Regions from separate parts of the Gossypium hirsutum genome. Here region 1 is linked to region 2. A link is a contact called in public Hi-C data. All regions are on one chromosome and are shown on one strand. The core of a region is the stretch at or near the end of the contact, and the rest is flanking DNA. Distances in the headings are between cores, read along the strand shown. Region 1 holds the start of LOC107948132 (protein RGF1 INDUCIBLE TRANSCRIPTION FACTOR 1). Region 2 holds the start of LOC107948131 (probable 2-oxoglutarate-dependent dioxygenase SLC1).

The links. Hi-C and Micro-C count contacts between places; a contact is called where the count stands out from the background.
Region 1: a contact with region 2 is called in a Hi-C map of leaf, with 2.4 times the contacts expected there. The contact joins the promoter of LOC107948132 here to the promoter of LOC107948131 in region 2. A contact is called at or near these places in 5 of 34 Hi-C or Micro-C datasets (callus, hypocotyl and leaf).

Annotation. Positions count from the first base shown.
Region 1 is chrA04:63,350,889-63,356,558 of Gossypium_hirsutum_v2.1, forward strand. It overlaps LOC107948132 (protein RGF1 INDUCIBLE TRANSCRIPTION FACTOR 1), which reads left to right and starts at 1,831. Exons shown (of 3, transcript XM_016882599.2): 1 at 1,831-2,333; 2 at 2,430-2,648; 3 at 2,859-3,597. The coding sequence starts at 2,151. The coding sequence ends at 3,056.
Region 2 is chrA04:63,591,398-63,597,276 of Gossypium_hirsutum_v2.1, forward strand. LOC107948131 (probable 2-oxoglutarate-dependent dioxygenase SLC1) reads left to right here and starts at 4,473. Exons shown (of 3, transcript XM_016882598.2): 1 at 4,473-4,631; 2 at 4,722-5,592; 3 at 5,670-5,879. The coding sequence starts at 4,729.

The DNA of each region.
Region 1 (5,670 bases), core at 581-3,080, 240 kb before region 2:
AAACATACCATTTCAATTGGGATTTTGTTCCCCAAAATGTCTATGACTTTATTATTTCGAAAAAGAATATTAGTACACATGAGTAAGGGCTAGTTTAGTAATGCTTCTAAGAAGTATTTTTGGGACAAAAAACACTTTTGAGATGAAGATCAAATTTTCTGCTTTTGGGTTTGGCCAATTTTTGGCATTTGAAAAGCAGTTTTTTTCTCTCAACGACATCTTGTTTAATAATGTTTTTATCTCAAAAGTGTTTTTTGTGCATCTTAGAAGCATTGCTAAGCTAACCTTAAGATAGATATAGATTTGGGTGGATAGGGTAAGGTTGTTAGCTTGGGTAAAATAATACTCCAAATTTTTGAATTATTTTTGAATAATAATATTATTATCTTTTAGTATTCTTGTATAAAATGTTTAAATAAAATAATTAAATATTAAATATTTAAAGATTAAACATGAAATTAATGAGCGCTTAATCATAAATACTTTACTACCTCAATTGTTAATAAACCTTTTATAAATATACTTTTAATATTAAACTTTTTTTTTCAATCACATGGGTGTGATATAATTTAATGTTCTCTATAATTTTTTTTCTTTGCTTTTTTTTTTCCAGCAAAATGTTATTATACAGCAAACCCCTCTTTAATGGAATGCACATACTTTTGGTTCATGATTGCTCACATGAATATTATTATTATTTATTTATAAAAGAAAACAATGAGGGCAAAAATTGAATGATATCCCTAGAATCTCATAGTTATTAATAAAATTAAAACTTAAAGTTGTTATGCTAAAAAATAAGATTCTGATGTGATTAGCATTACATCTTAACTTTTAGGATTATCAATATCTTTTTTAAGCTAAACCATGTTTTAAAAAATTTAATTTCAAAAAAATTCTCAAGACATTTTCCTTATGCAGTGCACTGCTGGAACCCACCCAAAAGCAATGTGGAGCTGGCAACCCTACAACTATTTATTATATTAATATAAAACAGCTGTGTATTTTATTTTCCCCCAATACTCTAAGAAGAAGTTATACATTAAGCTTTTAAAGTATTTATTTACTCCCAAAATTTGATTTGATTTAACTTGCTGCCTAAATTAATTCTTAGTAAATATGGTTTGTGGATATAAAAGCGAGAAATTATCTAGTGTAGTGTTGTTTCATAAGTAGATAAATCTCAATTACTATAAAATCATATGAAAAACTAAGTTATATTTTCAATTTATTCTTTGATTGATGTGCCCCTTTCGTGACTCATGTCTCCTTCCCTTTATGAGAGGTTCATCATGTGGATTTGTTGTCAAATTAAAATTGACTCTTCCCACACATTTTAATTTGAAAACCTAGATATATTATTTTTAAAAATCTATAAACATCAACCCTCAATGTTATTATCAAAAAATGTAAAATTTTGGCAGTATCACTTCATTTATGAGTATTATTAATAGCATAAAATATATTATTGTGTTATAATTCCGTAGTTATTGTTTTATTTATGATGTAATTAATTAATACAATAAAACGTAATTAGTTAATAATAATAATATAAAAATCCTTTTCTTAATTTCCAAATCCTTTGCCATAGCGTGCCGTTTCGAGGGAACTCTGTGAAAAGACCATCATTTCGCCATTTTTTCTGTTAAAAGAAATTATTTTTAAAAGCATATAATGAAAAATAAAAAAGAATCTAAAACAGTGGGACCCTTTATTTAAAGCAGACCATGGTGATTAAGCCACGTGGAGGACTGCCCATGTGGCGGAAAGTTAGGTGGTGATCAAATTGTGTGAACAGCTATTTCATTGAAGCTTCAGTTGCGTAGCTAAGGGGGGGCCGACCTTGTGCCTACGTAGAGACGCAAAAGAAGAACCAAAAGTAGCGTAAGCGCCAAAGCCATCCTTGTCTATTCCATCCAACGGCTGTCCAAAAACTTCAGCCTCCACCGTCGATCCCATCCGTCGACCCCTTTGCTGCATTTGTTTATCAGCTTTGTCCCTTAGTCTAGGCGTTGTTTTTGTTGGTTGATTTCTAAGTTGCGATTTCTTGTTACCCCTTTTTTTCTCTTTCTTTCTCTTTTTATGCTTTGCATTTTGATCCTTTGGCTACACCCCCATTGCTGATCATTGCCATTGCCATTGCCATTGCTATGGCTACAATGCTGGTGCCGCCATGGCTAGAGTCATTGCTAAGTACTGCCTTTTTCACAGTATGCAGAAGTCATGGAGATGCAGGTAGGAGTGAATGCAACATGTATTGTTTAGACTGTAAAGGAGATTCATTTTGCTTTTATTGCCGTTCTTCTAAACACAAAGATCATCAAGTAATTCAGGTAATGCTCCAAATTTGGTATCTCATTTCCATGATGTAAAAATAAAACATAAAAAAGAACCATGTTCTGAACACGAACTAGTTTGTGTTTTGTCAGATAAGGAGATCATCATATCATGATGTAGTGAGGGTTACAGAGGTTCAGAAAGTGTTGGATATAAGTGGGGTACAAACTTATGTGATAAATAGTGCCAGGGTTCTATTCTTGAATGAAAGGCCTCAACCAAAATCTGGGAAATTAGGAGTTTCTCATTTATGTGAAATCTGTGGAAGAACACTCTTGGACCCTTTTCGTTTTTGCTCATTGGGTTGTAAGGTTAGCATAAATTAATCCCCCTTAATCTTCTCCATTTTGCATCGCATTATCATCAACATATATCCCTCATTACATGCATATATATAGACATTACCATCACAGCTACCACACACCACATCGATCATCATTATCAATTTCTCACTATAGATGCTTGGATTGAGTAAACAACACAATGGGTTTTTAATCTCATTCGTAATATTAACTTAGCAGCTTGTAGGAATAAAGAGGAATATTGGGAATGCAAGTTTTAACATAGAAGAAGAAGGCATAATAATATCGAAGGAAGAAGAAGAAGAAGAAATGCGTGAAGGGTCACAACGAGACATTAACCCTTCGACGCCTCCCCCACCTCCTTCAAATGCAAGGCGAAGAAAAGGAATTCCTCACCGAGCACCGTTTGGGTCCTAGAACCCAACTACTATCAACTATTTTATATATACCAAATATTCCTTTAATTACTTAACCTTATATTTTCCTTTTGTTTTTTTTTTCAAAAGAGAGGGTACATTACACTTATTTTGGGGTTTTTAATTTGTAAAATTTTCCTAACTAAAGGGAGATGTTAGGGTATTTTAATTTGGTTAGGAAGTCCCAGTAATAAAAACAAAAGGGCAAGTGAGTTTTGGCTTTTTGGAATTGGGGAATTGGGTCCCATTTTACAACAATTTCTTCTATATAAATATTGTAAAGAAGGTCAATAATGTCAAGGATTTAGAAACGTTAATTATTGATAGTTGCAAGGTGCACATTGTAATTATCATGAAATTTAAGGGGATAAAAGAACGCCCAAGTCTTTGTGGAATCCCATTTTTTTGTTTTTATAGTTTTCATGGCTCCACCAACCCACATGGGCCGTTCACATAAAGAAACAAACTTTCTTTTTCTTTTTTATCCTTTCTTTAGTTTGTTAGTTCGTGAAATGGCTAATCAACGTTTCTTTTTAATTTTCCATTTTGTGAATCCATTCGATGTTTTTGTGGTTACTCCTTTTTATCACTCTTTTTTCTTTTCTTTTTCTTTTCACTTCAATAAGTTTTTTTCTTATACAAAAAAACTTCTACAAGATTTACAAAAGGGAGCTATAAGAAAATGTCAAATTTGGAAAAGGTAAAACAAAAATATACAGAAAAATAAAGATGGTTAAATGTTTAATGGACATTATGGAACCTCATCCATTGTCATTGTGCAACCTCCACCATTCTCATTCACAACTATGATTTTTTAAAAAAATATATTTTTAAAAAGTTTGATGTTGCTGTTAAAAAGGTTTTTTTTTAAATAATGATAAATTATTTAGTATATTGTTAATGGAGTTTTTAGTTTTAATAAATAGAGTAAAAGTGTTGATGAGTGTTCTATAAAGTATAGTAAAATATTAAAAATATATTTTTTAAAAAAAGAACCACATGACAATTTTTTAAAGCTGCTTGTATAATAAAACAAAAGTACATTGTCAATGTACCAAAAACTAGGGTTGAGCAAAAAAATCAACCAAACAAAAAATCGACCCGAACCGAGATATTTGGATTGTTTATGGAATGCAAGTTCAAAAATTACGGTTACCCATAACCAAATCAAATTCTAGTTTTTATTAATATATAATTAATTTTATTTTTTATTATCTAAAAACAAAATTTTACATTTAAAATAATTTAAAAATTCTTGAAAATTCTTGTTTTTTAGAAATAGTTATGAAAAAAGACCTTAAAATTTTGTGAAATAATATTCAAAAGCCATAAAGCAAAGCTCATTTTATCAAAATAAGTCTAAAAACCAAAACAAAAATTTAATATGGAAAAATAAAGAATAGAACCAAGTCGAATCATATTATGATGGATAATTCAAGAAATTTAAAAAACCCAACCGAGTCGAACGGATATCACCCCTACCAAATACTAACCCAAAAGTGAATCGTCTATGTTAAACATAATGTTGTAATATAGAAAATTTGCATTAAATGATATTCAAATTCATTAATATTATAATATATGGAATATATCAACTTAAATTAGTATAAAAATAAAAATACTTTATTATAATTCATCAATATTTTAATATATAAAATATAAGTTTTAAATATTTTTTAAACAATCAATATAAAATTTAATTTAAATATATAACTTATATTTTAGATATTAAAATTACATAACTTTAAAAATTATATATTTTTAAAAAATTAAAAGGAAAATGAAAGGAACCCACTTTTGTTGAATCATAAATGAGGATAATAGAAATCAAAACTTATTTTTCAAAAACCAAAAGTTATAAATTGTAGTTTTTAAAAAATACTTTCCAATTTGAAAAACACTTCTCATTTCAAAAGTATTGTTTAGCATTACTTATGTATTGAAAAGTGTCTTTTTAAAAACAATACTAAACGTAACCTTAATAATATAAATTATAGCTACCGAAGCCTTATCTTAAAAGGTAAAGTTGAATTTTGTTATACCCTATGTAGTGAACCTCTGAGAGCACCCATAGAGAGTTTGACACATGTCTCCTAATGGAACCAATGATACCGCAGACCAACAACTAGTTTGCGGACCTTGTAAATGGTTCGTGAACCATAACTTAGCGAACTTCAAAACTATGTATCTTTGCTAAAGCTATATAAGGACCACGTGAAGCCCCAGAGTAATTGATTGCTAATCATCCTAACATGTCTCATCCTAGGACGCCATATCACCGTCACTACCAAAGGCATCAAATAAGACTTCCACATCAACAACCTAAGGACAAGTAGCTAAGTTTGTCCCCCACTATAAAAGTGTCATGCAAAAAGTTCATGTGAGTCTCTCTCTTATATTCACTCTCCCTTTGTAGAATCTTTGAACTCTCTTTACAAAACCATGATTTCCTTCCAACCTTTAGACTCTTTCTATTAATTCCACCTTCATCTTCTTCCTTTGTTCACCTCATTATTTAACAATTGGTGTAGTGAGAATGGATAGGCATGCCATATTTAGGTACCAATGATCCTCCTAGTACTGAGTTTGACCCCACTAATGATCAAGTGGCAGAC
Region 2 (5,879 bases), core at 3,223-5,722:
ATGAGATGCTATAACATGTGATATGTGGTTGTGATAACTATTGTGAAAGTGCAAATGTGTACATGTTATGTATATGTTAAATGTTAGTGACAATGTTTTGCTAAATATGTAAATATGCAATGATAGTGCACGGATAATCGGTAAGTGACATGTGTTTGTTTCAGATATTTTAGCCTTGTGATCTTGAAACTATTAGATATAGTTGACATGCCATAGGATTGTGAGTACTCACCTATATGTACAATAATTTTGGGCATTGAGGCCCCGAAACATGTTGGAGGGATAAGGAAATATGAGCTAAGCTCCATTCAACGGGACATGTGAGGGGAAATAAAGAGAGTGTTAGTTATATGCTTCACTTATGGGATTTTTTCGACTGTATGAGTCATTTGGTATGATTGGAGATCCATGTATCCGATGTGTAGTGATAGTGCCCACTCTATGTTTCATACCTCAAGAGCTAATTTATTATTATACGTGATTGTGTGAAATGTGATACATGATTAATGGATTGTGTTATATGATATATGCTTGAATGAGTGTGTAAATGCTATTCAAATAAACTAATAGATTATGCATGATTAGGTATTATATGACACTAGACATAAGAACGTTGTATTTGTGTATATATATGGTTGTGTTGTAGAAGCATGATAACATGTTTGCATAGTGATTATTCTAATCATTCATTGAGCTTGTTTAAGCTCATCCACTCTTTTCAACATATGTAGATTAGTGACGTTTCGATGTGGGTGGTGTGGTTTTTCCAAGGGAGTGATCCAAGAAAGACTTGTTAGTATTTCGTAGGTGTTCATTGCTTATTTATTTACATTTTAAGGAATATGGCAATGTGGTAAACCTGTTTATAGCCATGTTAGTTCTTAACATTTTACTGGTTTTTGCCTTTGTTTATGAGTTATAAATATGCTTAGGTTTATGAACATTGATGATGGCATGATGTTTTCTGCTCGGACGCATTTCTGACATTTTGAACTGTTAAATTTAGTCGTTTTGATGATTATTTGTCGAAGTAATTGATGCATGACGTTTAGAAACTAAATTGGAATGGACTAAATAATTTTGTATGCTGTTTATTTTAGGTTTATGCCAGAGGTATCCATAATCGAGTTTTAAAAACGATACCTTTATGTTTTGAAATGTGCAAGGAAGTCAGGATAGAGATTTGGTATCGATATCCTTGCACGAGTATCGATACTTAGGGTAAATTTATTAATACACTATGACAGGTACCGATAATCTTCGATAGTATGATTTTTGTGCGAGAAATAGAATGCAAGTTCGGTATCAATTTTTCAGGTGGTATCAATACCACTTAAAGAAAATATCAATACCCTAGGAACAATATCGATACCTACGTGTTTAACTTTGAAATTCTGCTAAGTGGTCCAAATGCTTGAATATTTAACAAGGTAAGATACATTGATGTATGTCTAGCATGATTTAATGATTATTATTTCATGTATGTCTTAAAACCCCGTGCAAATGCTATGAATGGCATGTGTCAGCTTTAACATAGTGAACATTGTAATGTACAAGTAGTGACACAGTGGTGTGGCATCTTTATATTCGGTCTTGGCAACCAGGCCAAGTATAGGGTGTTACAGATTCTGTCGCTTGATTTTTATTTTACGCAATAAAGACTTGGATCTTGTTCTTAATTATGTGTGATTAATTCTTGGTTTGATATTTCTAGATTATTGATCCATATTTAATGTGCTTAAATCAGAAGAGGAATAAACCCTGTTTATGAGTAGATCTAGTGTAATTGAGTGGAGTTGCATGCAATCTTAGAAATAAGATGATATAAATCTACTGAATTAGAGTCAAATCTAATATGGGAATCCACATATTGAGTTAATGCGATAATAGGGGTTTTAATTAGAAAGAAATTTGAATTAATCAACATAGAGTCAGTTGCTCTTATTATTGAAGAGAGATATTAGCATAATTTAGGGATTTCTTCAGATCAAGATACTAAGTGAAGAAATTGAGTAATTTGGATTGATAATGACAGATGAAGTCTAGGTGAATTCTTTCTTGGGTATTATTTCACTTCTTGATTGTTAATAGTTTATTTTCCTAACTTGTTCTTTTTCGCGTTCATAGTTAATTTTAGTTTTAATTAACTACTCGGATTTATCAATTAAATAATAGAAAGATGGTAATTACTAGTACTTTTAGTCTTAGTGGGAACGATATATTTACTCACTGTAGCTATACTATTAATTGATAGGTGCTCTTGTTTTAGTCAAATTTTTAGTTGGTTTACGACTACATCAAAATTCTAGTACAAAATCAATTAATTTTATGCTAATTACAACAGATTTGCTATTAATTGGATATTAAGCTTTCCATTCACATGCCATATTCTCTTATACACGTAGTCAAGTTATATATTTGATAAACTAAAAAATTAAATATTAAAAAATAAATACTGAAAAATAATTGTTGTCAACAACTTTTTAGTTAAGTCGCAAGACCATTAATTGCGTAATTTAATTTATAAAATTTGTTAAGTATATCATTAAAAATTAAATATTGAATTAAAAATTAAATATTGAATTTAATTAAATTATTTAATAATGATAATATAATTTTAAATGAAATAGAATAAGAAAATAATTAAAATTTTTCAACATTTTTATCAAATAAAGCCTAATTTAATTAGATTAAAGTGACATTGAAATATCTATTTGAACCAACCCAACTTGAGTTACTATTGGATGATAAAAAATATTTTTAATTAAATTAATTTTGAAATATATAAATACTAATATAAAAACAAAATTTAATTTCTTTTAATTGTGAAAATGGTCACCAGAGTCCATCCAAATTGAACTTGAAGCACAATCTTTCAAAAATAAAAAATAAAAATTGGATCGTTGTATAATCTACAAACTTCAATTTTATCCCCCTTCATAATATTTCTGGTTTCATCCTTACTAACCGCAAAGGTGAAGCCAGGAGCTGGCAATGGCTTTGCCCTTGAAATTAAAAATATTCAATTTAATTTCTTTAGAAATAATTAAATTATAAATTAATCTTTGATAAAATTGTACTTTTATCTTTTCAAGATATGAAAAAGCTCTATTTAATCCCTTCCCCCTTCATCAACAAATTTAAAAACTTGATTTCCAATTCAAAATTTTAAAATAATATTTTCACAAAAAAAAATGGTCAAAAGTATGTATAGCGTAACAAGGAGATGAGCGTCCATCAAATAACTGTATCAAACTTGTAAACCATAAACCCTAGTGGTTTCTTAATTATATATTAATAATCCATTGCTATTTTGACGAAATTTACGTGTAAATGAGTTGCTTATTGGTTGATCGGTTGATCCTACGTATAGTCACGAGCATGAACTGTATTTGTAATTCATAGAGTTTATATTATATGTCTGTAAAATAATTTAGTTTAAATCAATGCGAAACAAGTTTTTTATATTGTATGTTATGAAAAATAATTAAAATAAGTGATACCACAACTTGTCAACTCTATGTTTTGATGTCGACAACCTTTTTCTCCCTTTTTTGTAAGCTTATGTGTCGTCGTGTTTTGTTTTGGAATTTTCGAAAATAATTCGTAAATTCATTTGTTTTATTGTTTTCGAACTTGTGTGCAAAAACAACAGCCAGCAAAACGCATTGTAGCTGTGTCGATCGAATCCAAAACTTGATGGGCTTTTTCTTAGGGGACCATTAAAAGGGAGAGTAGTCAATTTACACCGATACAATATTTATTAGCTTCACAGGCTTGTACGATTTCGTATATGAATATGGATACCAAACCCATCTATAGGTTTAGAGTTTAAATTTTATAAGTAGATAAAATAATATTAAATTATTTAGAAATTCGATCTAACTTAGGAATGAAAGGTTAAAATCACAAGTGATGCTGTAAATGGTTGAAAAAACATATCTCTAATTTAATTTCTTCACATAGGTATCTTTAAGTTAGACATAAGATTGAGCTCTTAACAGAGAAAACTAGTGGTGTGGTAATAATTAAAGGTATAACTTGTTCTTTGACCAAGAATAAACCCAAACTCAAAATAAAAAATTTCCTAAATGAAGAGAAATCATATTCATTTGTAGTGAGCGAAGATAGGAAAGGGACCCCACTGCGATGAGCTGCATGCAAAAAGTCAGAGGCATGAGACAGATGAGAAAGAGTTATATTATTTGTCTAAATGTGAATTTAATTAAATAGATTATAGTATATAATTAAGTTTACTATTTAAAATTTGATAATGATATTTATATTAAATAAAAGAATTTCTTTAAGTTGTAAAACCAAACAAATTACCAAGTTAATAGTAATGAGAAGGCAATAGATGATTTGACTGATTAATTATTACGTAGAATTTTGTAGTCCTTACTTTCCTTTATGATTTTGACTCATTATTTGTCAACGGTTTTGGTTTACATAATGGAAGCAGTCAGTTCCTGGGATCCATAAATCCGAATCCGGTTTTTTCCCCAAAACTTGCTTCTGTAGTCTTCCCTTCCCTCCATTCTCTCCTATAAATACATCAAACTCCAAACCCCCCCCCTCGTTCATTCACATCCCTATTCCCTCCCACTTGCTCCATTTCCTTTGTTTATTAGGTGGGTACTCGGTCTTTCTTCATTTCTCTCATATTCATATGCAAACATTAACTTATATTGTGAATTATTTTTGGTTGTTGTTATGAACAGGGAATTCATGTGTCCCTCTGCAATGGCACTAACTAACGATGATGAGTTCCAGAAAGGAGTGAAGCATCTTTTCGAAAATGGAGTTAGCAAACTTCCCAACAAGTACATATTGCCAGTTTCGGATCGACCCAAAGTAGATAAAGAGCATCCAAATGCAACTAAGTCTAGTCTTAAACTGCCTGTAATCGATTTTGCTGAATTACAAGGCCCGAATCGGTCCGAAGTCCTCAACTCCCTCTCCTCCGCTTGCGAAGAATATGGATTCTTTCAGGTGGTGAATCACGGTATCCCCATTGAAGCTATAAGAAGCATGATCGATGTGAGTACCAGGTTCTTCGGTCTCCCGTACGAGGAAAGAGCAAAGTACATGTCATCCGACATGACCTCGCCTGTTCGATATGGGACTAGCTTAAACCAGAGAAAAGATTCAGTGTTCTGTTGGAGAGATTTCTTAAAGCTTGTCTGCCATCCATTGTCGGATGTTCTCCCTCATTGGCCATCCTGTCCCATGGACTTCAGGGAAGTGGCGGCTACCTACGCAAGAGAAACCAAGTGGTTGTTTATAAGGATCACGGAGGCCATCCTGGAGAGCCTGGGCCTGTGGGGTGCCACCACTGAGGAAAAGACAGAAGAAGATGATGAAATACTAAAGCAGTTCCATGATGGAAGCCAGCTAATGGTGGTTAACTGTTTCCCTCCCTGCCCTGAACCTGACCTCACCTTAGGAATGCCACCACACTCGGATTACGGTTTCTTGACCCTTCTTCTCCAGGATGAAGTAGAGGGTTTACAAATCCAATACAAAGGCAAATGGATCACTGTTGAACCTATGCCCAATTCCTTCGTGGTTAACGTCGGTGATCACCTTGAGGTGACCTCTAATTTCAACTCATTTAGCAACGTGGCTTATGTTATATGATTACTGAGTTTGGTTTGCGTTATTTGCAGATATATAGCAACGGAAGATACAAAAGTGTGCTGCACAGAGTATTTGTGAACCCAGCAAAGCCACGACTATCGGTGGCCTCACTGCACAGTCTGCCTTTCAATTGCATGGTTGGACCATCACCTAAACTGATTGACCAAGTAAATCCACGGCGTTATAAAGATACAGATTTTGCCACTTTCCTTGAATACATTTCATCTTGTGAGCCCAAG